Linked DNA regions of Sus scrofa: region 2 is linked to region 1. Evidence: chromatin contacts called from public HiChIP or PLAC-seq data. All regions are on one chromosome and are shown on one strand. Each heading gives the region's core, a stretch centred on a gene start, on an enhancer-like site or on the middle of the called end of the contact. The rest is flanking DNA. Distances are from core to core; before and after follow the strand shown. Region 1 holds the start of MAP4K4 (mitogen-activated protein kinase kinase kinase kinase 4). Region 2 overlaps MAP4K4 (mitogen-activated protein kinase kinase kinase kinase 4).

Region 1 (5,132 bases), core at 814-3,313:
TCCATAATTTTCCAAAGGCTTCCAAATTCAGTTGAGCCCAGCGGGCTGCGTTAACAGGGCTCCCTTTCAAATTCAAAAATCTGGCTGAGGCCCCAACTGTTAACCAACAAAACACATGCTAATTCACTAGAGATCACCTAAGAATACAGACTCAAGTTCAGGCCACAGGCCAGTACACAACCCAGGCCAGTACACAGCCCAGGCCAGGGGAAGCTAGGGCTGGGGAGAGGCCTTGGAGAAGCAGATAAGCCCTATTCACAAAGCAGAAAAGAGACAATAGGATCCACACTTAATTTGGCCTAAGAAAACGGTCTACAGTCAGCTTCCAACCCCCCCACACACACTCCCTCCCCCCCCTGTCCATTTTTAATGAGACAATGACAATTCTTCACAGCCAACCACAAAGCCCTGCTTCATAAGATATTTTTTTTCTGTCCCAATCTTGTACCCAGCTACAACACTCTAACAGGCTACAAAACACCCCCAGTGCAGATAACTTTGAGAAAGCTGTTCAGTAATAAGAAACAAATCAGGACTGGGGAGAATTTCACATTTGTTTCAAATTCTCAAGGCTTCCCCCTCAATTACCTACAGCTAACCCTCATTTCCAGAACAGCAGGGCTAGTCATATCTGGTGTCCAGGAAGTCTTCAGATTTGTTAGTTTCATTTACTGTTGGGGGCAAGTGGGGGGAGGGGGTGCTGTTAGAGAAAGACCTGGGGTGGGTGTGAAATCTGGGCATCCTCTTTGCTCAGAGGCTCTGCCTCTTTTCTGTTTCAATTACACACCTGTCAAACAGGTTATTCCTGGAATTTAGAGTGCATAATCCTCACACTGTAATTCTTCCTGCTCCTATTGCCCAAACACACATCCCTCCTGACTCCCCAAAACATGTACCCGTCAGTAGAATGTATGGTAGTTATGGAGTACTCCCAGGTAACACCACCAAACTCTGCTCCTCATTGAGCGCCTGGCCAGGATTCAAACGAGGAAACACGAAGACGATTCTCAAGGAGGCCAAAGCAGTGGTTTAGGATAATCACAGGCGAGGCCTGCCTATCCAGAATTTTAATTAACACACAAACTCAGAAGGCCAGATTTGGGAGAGACAGGGGGGAAAAAAAAATGTAGATTGATGCAAAAATGCTTTCCCATTTCCTTGAAAAAAAAAAAAGAAAAAGAAAAAAAAAAAAAGGTGCATGCCTAAGAGTGGAGCTTATTTCCTTATCTGAGAGCCAAGAAATGAGGTCTTTTAAGGCCAGTCTGAATATAAACTCTGCTGAAAACAGCGGGACGGCGAGGCCGGACCCCTCTTCCAACTTCGGCTGAGCCTCCGGGCGGCGGCGTGTCCAATCACCCTCCCCGTCGTCCCCGGATCAGAAGTTTCAACCCGTCCCCGGGAAACAAAGGAGGCGCCTGCACCGACCTTATAGACTTGTCCATAGGTGCCATTTCCCACCACTTCCACCAGCTCGAAAATCCCAGCCGGATCCTAAGGAAGAGAGGAGGATGGGTGAGCGTTGGAAAGCAGCACAACAATGAATAAAAGAAGCGGGGCAGCGGGAGAGAAAGGGCGGTGACCGAGGAGGTGGGCTTCGCCCGGCGCGAGGTGGCCGGCAACTGGGGGCCGCGATAGGGGCCCGGGGCGCGCGGGGTCGGGGTCCGGGCGGCGGCGCAGGCGGAGGGTCACGCCCCGGACCCCGCACACGCCGACTCGGGCAGACAAAGGGGCCGCCGCGCCCGCGGATCTGCCCACGGCGGCGCCCGAGCGCCCGGCCGGCCAGGGCGCGGCCCCGCTCCCGGCTCCCAGCGCCCCGCTCCCGGTCCCCCGGCCCCGCGGCGGCCACTCACCCGAAGGGAGGACAGGTCTATGTCCACCAGACTTTTCGCGGGGGAATCGTTCGCCATTTTCCCTTCTCGTCACCCCCAAATCGACCACAATCAATTCGTCTCTGGTGTGTCTCTCGGAGTCGCAGGCCCGGCCGGGTGGCGCGGGCCCGCGGGCGCGGCCGGGGGCGGCAGGCGGGAGCAAGCTCGGGCGCCGGGCGGCGGGCGGCGGCGGCGCTCACTCCATGGCCGGGGCGGCCGGCAGGCCCCCGGGCGTCGCCCGCGCCTCAGGCCCCGGCCCCGCGCCCCGCCGCGCGCCTGCACGAGCGGCCCGGAGCAGGGGCCGCGGCGCCGCCGAGAGTGGAGCCCGGAGCGCGAGGCCGCCAGACAAAGATGACCAGGAGGCGGAGGCGGAGGCGGGCGCGAGGCGGGGGGCGGGGGGCGGTGGCGGCGGGGAGGAGGAGAAACGGGACACCGAAAAGAGATTCTGAGGAGAGCCAACAGCTCCCCCTTTCCTCCTCCGGCAGGAAAAGCGGGCGGAAGCGCGCTCGCGCCTGGAGCCGGGCCGGGGGGGGGGGTCCGCGGCGCGGCGTGAATATTCAACAGGGGTGGGGCCCGGACAAAGGCCGCGCGGGAGCCGGGGTCTCGGGGCGGCGCGGGGGAGGGGGAGCACGCCCTTCCAGCACCCGCGACAAAGGCAAAGCGACCCGGACCCCCGGGCGCAGGGCCGGCCGACTCCTCCCTCCCGGAGCCCCGCCCCGCCGCGCCCGGCTCCGCCGCGATCCCCGCGGAGGAGGGTCCTCCAGGCGCCCTCGCCCCCGCTCTTCCCATCCCCTCCCCCACCCCCGGGTTCTAGTCGCTTAAGACCCTCATTTCCGGTTTCCCTACCTGGTTTCCTTGTCCTTTCTCTCCTTTTCCAGGCTACACCGAGGACCTGGTTAGGTTCGGGATTCACGGAGCATCATTTGTTTTGGCTGCCCGGTCCGGAGACTTTCGCTGGAAACTGAATCTCAAACAGCTCCTCTAATTGCCTTGTGTTGAGTACCTCGCTCAGTAAAGGTGAGCACCGTATTGGGAGCCAGAAGTGTTAACCCAAGTTTAGTGCCTAGAGATCACTGAGGATCCATCAAAGCTGGCTGCTTCCGGCAGCTTTGGCAGCCAGGCAGCAGTTAGGCAGTTTCATCCTATTAAACAAGAATATATGGTCTGCCCAACGGTCATTTGTGTCACATCACTCCACTGACAAAAACTTTCCGTGGCTTCCTATTACCTGCCAGACTGTGAATACAAGTTCTCAAACGTGAGCGCACCTTTGGAAAAACACTGACCGCCGACCCCACCTCCGGAGTCTGCAACGGATCACACTTTGAGAACTGGAGCCGCACTGGATGAAAACCCAAGGCCCTTCCAGAAAGGCTTCACAAACACGACCATCATTATCTACCAGTTCTTGGTTTACATGTAGTATCAATTTAATCTCTCCTTTAGCCCTAGGATGATGTTATCCTCATTTTAGAGAAGAGGAAACTCAAGTACTGAAAGAGAAGGAATTTTTCTAAATTCCTTAAAGGCATTTAAGCCTGGAAGTGGCACGGGGATTCTCACTAGCCTATCCCCAAAATCCAAATCTCTGACTCAGCCAAATTAGTCTTCTACCCAGAATGTTTAGCACTCTCCTGCCTCCCAACAGTTTGGTTTCCAAGATTTTCCACTATTGAGAATTTCTCAACAGGCTAAAATATCTTCAGGGAGTCCTAGAATCCATTGGTTAGGAAAATCGTAGTAGCCAAAGTCTCCCTATGAATTTAGTAGTGCTTTTAAATTATGTTGTTTTTTAATCTACCAACAGCAATGGAATTATCTATGAGTATAAATAATTTACACAGAGTTGGACTGGTGCACATATGACCTTTCAGACCATAGTACTAGTAATAAGATTTTAGGAGTTCCCACTGTGGCACAGTGGGTTAAGTATCCAGCTGCAGCAGCTCCGGTCACTGTGGAGGTGCAGGTTGGATTCTTGGCTCCACTGGGTTAAAGGATCCAGCGGCATTGCCGCAGCTGTAGCTTAGGTCAGAGCTGCAGCTCAGATTCAATCCCTGGCCTGGGAATTTCCATATGCCATGGGTTGGGCTATAAAAATAATAATAATAATTTAGTCGTATTTACTATTAATAATAGGTAACACATATGGGGTCCAAACAATGTGCTAAATCCTTTACATATACTATTTGATTATTCTTCACATTAGTCCCAAATGGTAGATACTCTTACTTTTCCCACTTTACACATTAGGAAACCAGCGTCCAAAGAAATCAATTGACTTGCTTAGTATTCACAGCTGAACCTAATGCAGAAACATACAGGCCCCCCAAGCCAGCCTCTGTCCATGGGTTCAAGACTCAATCCTAACCTCATGACACTGAGGCCCACCTCACACCACGCCCTTTGCCTAACCAAGTTCTCTTCATCACCTCAAGATCAATTCAGAAACCATCTCTTCCTTTTTCTTTTTTTCTTTTCGGTCATGCCCACACGGACATTCCAGGACCAGGAACTGAACCCTCTCCACAGAAGTAACCAGCGCCCCTTCAGTGAAAACACTGGATCCTTAACCCACTGCACCACCAGGGAACTCCAGAAACCATCTCTACAAGCTTTCTCTAAATCTCTCTCCCAAGCTGCTGTTTCCCATATCACCATTGTGATGGTTATTTCCCACTTTCAGTTCAGTACCTTTTCTTAAGTTCTTGCCCCAGTGCAAGGCACTGACTTAGCCACTGCCCAAGATATAGGAAAGATCAGGACAGCCTACCTTCAGACAGCTTATAATCTGCTAATGGGTGTAAGACTGTTTCATAAAAGCTATAGTTAAAGGAAGAACAGGATAAATTTTTTCTAGGGAGTTCCTGTTGTGGCGTTGCCATGAGCTCTAGTGTAGGTCGCAGACGCAACTCAGATCCCAAGTTGCTGTGGCTACCCTGGAAACCTCCATATGCCTCGGGTGGGTATAGCCCTAAAAAGACAAAAATAAATAAATAAATAATTTTTTCTAGATGGAAAGAACACTAAACAGGCCTACTGGAAAGCATGCCAGACTAGGGGCAAAACTAAACGGGGTTGGAACCTACTTCTATAATTTATCAGTTACGCAAGCTGGCACGTGTTCCCTAACTTCTGAGCCTCCATCATTTCCTCTTCCAGACACTAGATAAATATAGGGTGAACACAGTTAAGAGGCCATCTCCAGAGCACAGGCCAGGGCACTAAGGCCTGGAGAAAGGAGATAGAATAAGTGTTGGGCTA
Region 2 (5,132 bases), core at 1,527-4,026, 65 kb before region 1:
TGTAGCCACTGGCCTACGCCACAGCCACAGCCAACTTGGAATCTGAGCCACATCTTCAACCTACACCACAACTCACAGCAACGCCAGATCTTTAACCCAATGAGTGAGGCCAGGGATTAAACCCTCGTCCTCACGGATGCTAGTCAGGTTTGCTGACTGCCGAGCCACAACAGGAACTCCTATTCATGTTTTAAAGGAGGAAAAAGATGACACTATTTTTTTATTCCTTTAATTCACATATGAAGATATTTAAATACTGTGCAATGGTGCCCAAATGGGGCTCAGGAGTCAGGGGCCAGGAGAGAAGCCCCACTCCGCCTAGCACTGGGGGCGACCTCAGGCCAGTTCCTCAATCTTTTCCAGACATCGTTTTCTTCCTCTGCAAAATGAGGGCAAAAACAACCCTCTGCAACAGGGCCTGTTAACTATAAAAAATGAACACCTAGGCAGCTGGTTCTGGTGGAGAGCATCATGACTGGACTGGAGGGGGTGCAGTGGGACCACAGAATAACATTTACTCAGACTTCAAACAAAATGTGTAACCAGAATTATTCTCTTGAGACCCAGACTAATTAATACCACCTGTAACTACAATTAGCTATTGATATATGTTCTTAAAACCAAATCATATATCCCGTTTGGTTATTTTAATTATTGCAAGGTTAATGACCCATGTTTACCTACAATATAATTCTCAGCCTGAATTCCTCTCTTCAATCTTCCCTTGGCAAAATGTAGGGGAACTAATAGTCCCTGACTTCAAAGTAGAGAATCCTCTATCTTACAGTTTTCATTTCTGAATTTCTCCACTGAGCTGAGACAGAATTAGGGAAGGATTGGCTGGGGAACCGAGTGTTCCACCACAACATTACCAAGAGGGGCTAAACTACACGAAGCACGGTGAAGCCGGGGCTGACACAGCACTGGACTCCAGGTGGCATCCTGCACCAGACGGTGAATTTTATAAGTCGCTCATTGTAACAGCTGATCATTTACTCAGAACAAAGGATGCAACACAGAATTCTGCATGTTCCCGTCTTACTCCTCACATCACAAGTCCCCCCCGCCCCAAGTGTTCCTACACTTCTCCTGTGTCTTCACAGTACATGCCAACTTTAGAGTTATACCCACAGGATACACGCAATACTGAAATATCACTTGAGGCTTCACTAAAGCCCTCAGGCTGCACTTTCTCATCGGCTTGGAGGAGAAAGTTAAACGTTTCAGACACAAATCAAAAGGCAAGAGGTTTAGTGAGGCAAGGGTCCTGCTCCCTTCTGGGCTCCCGATCCGCCCACGGTCCTTCCCACGCATCACCAACCCAGCCTGCAATTAGGGTTTTCAAATTGCTCCTTACTGTTTCCCAGTCCTATAAGAAGCTGACTCTAAAATAACACTGCCCTTAAACCTGGAAATATTTACAGTATTGATATCAAGGCAGACTCTATGCAGCTTTGTGCCTCACTACAACTCTAATCTACTTTCTGAACCTGAATCACTTCTGCTGCCATGTCCTCAGCTCTGGCACAGAGGGCATAAGTCTTCATGCATATGTGGGAAGTCTTCTCCAAGGGCAGGGCTTGTTTTCCTTCTGGTTTTCCAAGTCTGTATACAATTACTAATTTGCCTGTGTTGAATATGCATTACCTATTTCATTCATTATTCATAATCCCTCTACATCTCCTTTAAAAAGAGGTGGAAGAGAAAACCCACTTTTAGAAAGTCTCCCTTTGAGGTTCCACTGGACACTATTCCTCACCAAAATGATGCAGCCAGGCCATCAACTCCAGCCCCCTCTTTCTTCCCAGGGATGCAGAGCTCTGCCTGTGGTTCAGCCCAAACCCCCTTCCCTTTCATCAACCCCCCCAAGAAGACAAATGTGTCAAAGGACTTGCTGCCCCAGGGAAGTTTCCCTCTTCAACTTACAGCCACAAGCATCCAAAATTAACCTACAGAACTGAAAAGGAACACTGAATTGAAACTCTTCAGGTCACAAATACACCAAGTCTTGCTTTCCTAAGATAAACCCATAATGTTAAAAATAAAAAAATTCTGATCATCTAAGTCAACTGCTCACTTGGTTACTAAACAGATGTATGACCCTGAAGAGTCCCCTAAATTCTCAGAAGGATGGCCAGCTCACCAGGAAATGTCGATGGCTCTGAGCTACTCCCCAGGTCAGCACTGTGCCTCACGGGGCACCGGTCCACACACCCGAGATGCACCTCGAACCACACAGGTGGGTCTGTGCTCCCATCCTGTAAGGGGACACTAGCCATACACAAGCGAATCTGCTGATGACTGAGAGAAAGAAAGGAAGGAAGGCAAATAGAGAGAGAAGGAAAAAAGTAAGAGGAGAGGGAGGGCAGGGGAGGAGCGGGAGTGCCAGGGTGGGGGCAGTGGCTATGTCACGCCGGGTGGTCAGGGAGGCCTCTCGGGTAACATGCCATTTGGGCAGAAGCGGGGAAGGTGATGGATGGCTTGCCCCGCAGGACCTCAAGAGCCAGCAATAACCCACACACGCCGAGAACCACACAGGCGGGCCACCAGCCCTCCCTCAGCCAGGGTGGCATCCCATGCCAGCCTCTACAGTGGTAACATGCTCTGTCCCCTCCTGTCAACAGCAGACACAGCGCCCCAAGGCCATCCCAGTGCAGCATGTCTCGCCCAGCACTTGGGAGGGCAGAAGCCAATCTGTGGGCAAACCAAGCCATTCCCAGCACTGCCCACTATCTCCTGCAAAGCTCTAGCCTCGGTGACAGGCAGAGGGCAGCAGAGGCAGGACCAGAGGCTCACGCCAAAAGAAGGTTGAAGATTTCTCCACTGACCACCTGACCACACCACTTCTCTTCAGCAAAACTCATCCTGGAGGCTGAGGTCTGAGGCTTCTATTGACAGAGTCTGGCTATGAATTTTCCACCCACGCCCTGAAAGCAATATTTCCTTTCTTTCTCTAAGGATAGTAGTCAGAGGAGAAAAGATGTGTCTGATTGAAAAATAAATCCCTAAAGTTAGGGTGGAGTTGCTGCACATTAGTATCTGCTATGCCCATTACTCAGGCTTACAAAATCCACTTACCAAATAGTAACAAAAGCCGACTAACAGCCATGTTAAAAACAGTCTGAGTGTCCGCTGCACTCTGACCTCTTCAGATTGCCCTGGTATCTTATTAAGGTGATTCTTTTGACGTCTAAGCCGGAAACTGCTCTCTAGATGCTAAGAGCAGGTTCTCCGAGGTAACTCACTGGCTAAAATGGACATCACATTTCCTTTGGTGGGTTTAGGGAGGGTGGGAGGGGGTTGGAGATGGTTGTGTTTTTTTTTTTTTTTTTTAATTGAACATTTCAAAAATCAAGAGCCTGCACATTTCTAAAGCTTCTCTTGAAAATCAGATTTGTTAAAGCTAGGTTAAAACGAAGTGCAGAGCTCAGCGGAGCCAAGGGTGCCCTCCTGGGCCAGTGGGAGGTCCCCAGCCACCCCCAGCCCACTTCTGGGCACTCGTGTGCATGGATTCTGTGTCCTTGAGCAGAGGCGACAGCGGTGCTCCTGCAACCCTGGCTGACAAGCAGTCACTGGGAGAGTTTTGGTGCTGTTGCTGGGTGTTTTTTGTCTGGTTTGTAATTATACATGCCTGGGCCCCACCCAAACCTTCTGGATCAAACCTCTAAGGAGGAGGCCTGGGCACCCGGATCTTGTAATCTCCCCTAAATAACTCGGAATAACTGCGACCAAGGCGCCCTGAGGAAGAAGGTCGCACAGACTCCAGCGTGCACCACCAAAGCCCTTCCTCAACAGAAAATGCAAAGGCCACAGAAGACCACCACCCTGGATCCCATGCTGTAACAGGTCCAGCTTCGTGCTGCAGCTAATAAATGCATGGCTGTTACCTCCTGGGCGTGGGAGACAAACACGTGCGCCCGGTAGCTGGGAGAAGTCCAAAAGAAACACCCCGGAGCAACTGCCCAATCCCCTCTTCAGGGGCCACGGCTAACTTTAGCACTGACATGGTCCTGAAAGAGGAATGAGCCTGGGAGGCAGGTGTGAACCAGGCTGGCCCTGGGCCAGTAGATGGTCTGCTTACCCTCCCCTCTCTGAGCTTCCAAAGTTTCTGTTTCAAGGGGGAAAATGGCCACCCATGGTAACTCCCTAGTGACCAGACTGCGGGTGAGGAGCCGAAAGCGAGACCCCAGCACCTGGCCCAGGGCCAGCACCGCGGGCCCCCAGTAAAGGGTTTTCAACAAATGCTCAGGAGGCCAACAAAGACTTGTGGCCACAGGTGCACATGTGACGGTCCCTCGGTGGCTGCAGACAACCCTTACTGCCACCTCCACAGGGGCTACAGCCTCCCAGGTCCCCAGCAGACCCACCAGGGACAAAGTGTGAGATCCAACCTTTCACAGGAAACACAATCGGGGGGAGCCTAAACAGACCCCAGCTGACTCACTGTGGGGCCTCTGGGTGGGCACTCGGGGCACGTCCTTTCCAGGGCAGGGGGGCAGCCACAGCATGTGGTGGTCCTGAAGGGACAGGCCAGTTCCCCCAGGAACCTCCCCTCACTGCCTGCACCGACGGGGGCCCTGGAAAGCCACTCACATGTGGACAGCTCCAGGGCTAAAACTAAGGGGGAGAGGTGCTGGCAACCCCTGTGTGCAGACAACCTGCAGACTTAGATGAAAACCAGGACACCTCAGCCCATCAGAATGATAAGCACAACTCAAGAGGGACCAAGCAGCGGTGAGAATGGAGGAACACACACAGCATCAGGAACTCTGGGAGAGGCCTGGGTCTGCCTGAGACATCTGTCTGGGGGTAGCCGCATTCCCCACTCTGTGCCTGGCACACCTGCCCCCCACACACCAAAGGAAAAGTCATTTTTATGCTTAAGTCATGTTTTTGAAATAAAATTTAAATCCTAAAGGGAAGCAGGAATGATTCAAACCCAGGACCCCTTTGGGACCTTGGGCCTCTTTCCTGTTTGCCCAGGGGGCCCTTCCCCCACAGGCAAGCAGGCAGCCAGACAGAAGGACACATCCGCTGAGAGGCTGAGGGGTCTGGCTCTTAGCACTGTCTTCCCTCCCTCCCCCTTCCCAGCCCTCACTCTTCCTACCCCGCTCCCAACCCCAGGAGGAAGT

The links. HiChIP or PLAC-seq counts read pairs in DNA pulled down with a chosen protein or histone mark.
Region 2: an H3K27ac HiChIP or PLAC-seq map of alveolar macrophages shows a contact between it and region 1. The contact joins the enhancer-like site here to the promoter of MAP4K4 in region 1. A contact is called at or near these places in 2 of 5 promoter capture datasets (fetal skeletal muscle and liver), 20 of 47 Hi-C or Micro-C datasets (alveolar macrophages, brain, embryonic fibroblasts and 12 more) and 2 of 2 datasets of contacts at active chromatin or transcription factors (alveolar macrophages and skeletal muscle).

Annotation. Positions count from the first base shown.
Region 1 is chr3:52,647,417-52,652,548 of Sscrofa11.1, forward strand. It overlaps MAP4K4 (mitogen-activated protein kinase kinase kinase kinase 4), which reads right to left and starts at 2,064. Exons shown (of 29, transcript XM_021087163.1): 1 at 1,851-2,064; 2 at 1,426-1,491. The coding sequence starts at 1,907. It overlaps LOC106509759 (a long non-coding RNA gene), which reads left to right and starts at 1,229. Exons shown (of 3, transcript XR_001307587.2): 1 at 1,229-1,512; 2 at 2,747-2,885; 3 at 4,375-4,553.
Region 2 is chr3:52,581,440-52,586,571 of Sscrofa11.1, forward strand. The region is part of intron 2 of MAP4K4 (mitogen-activated protein kinase kinase kinase kinase 4); the gene reads right to left. Among named protein-coding and RNA genes, the nearest start is that of MAP4K4, 65 kb to the right of the region's middle. Within about 2 kb of position 2,777, at least 11 of the 83 cell types and tissues checked have an H3K27ac peak or open chromatin away from gene starts, as enhancers often do. A contact at or near this core is called in alveolar macrophages and retroperitoneal adipose tissue, where this site is marked.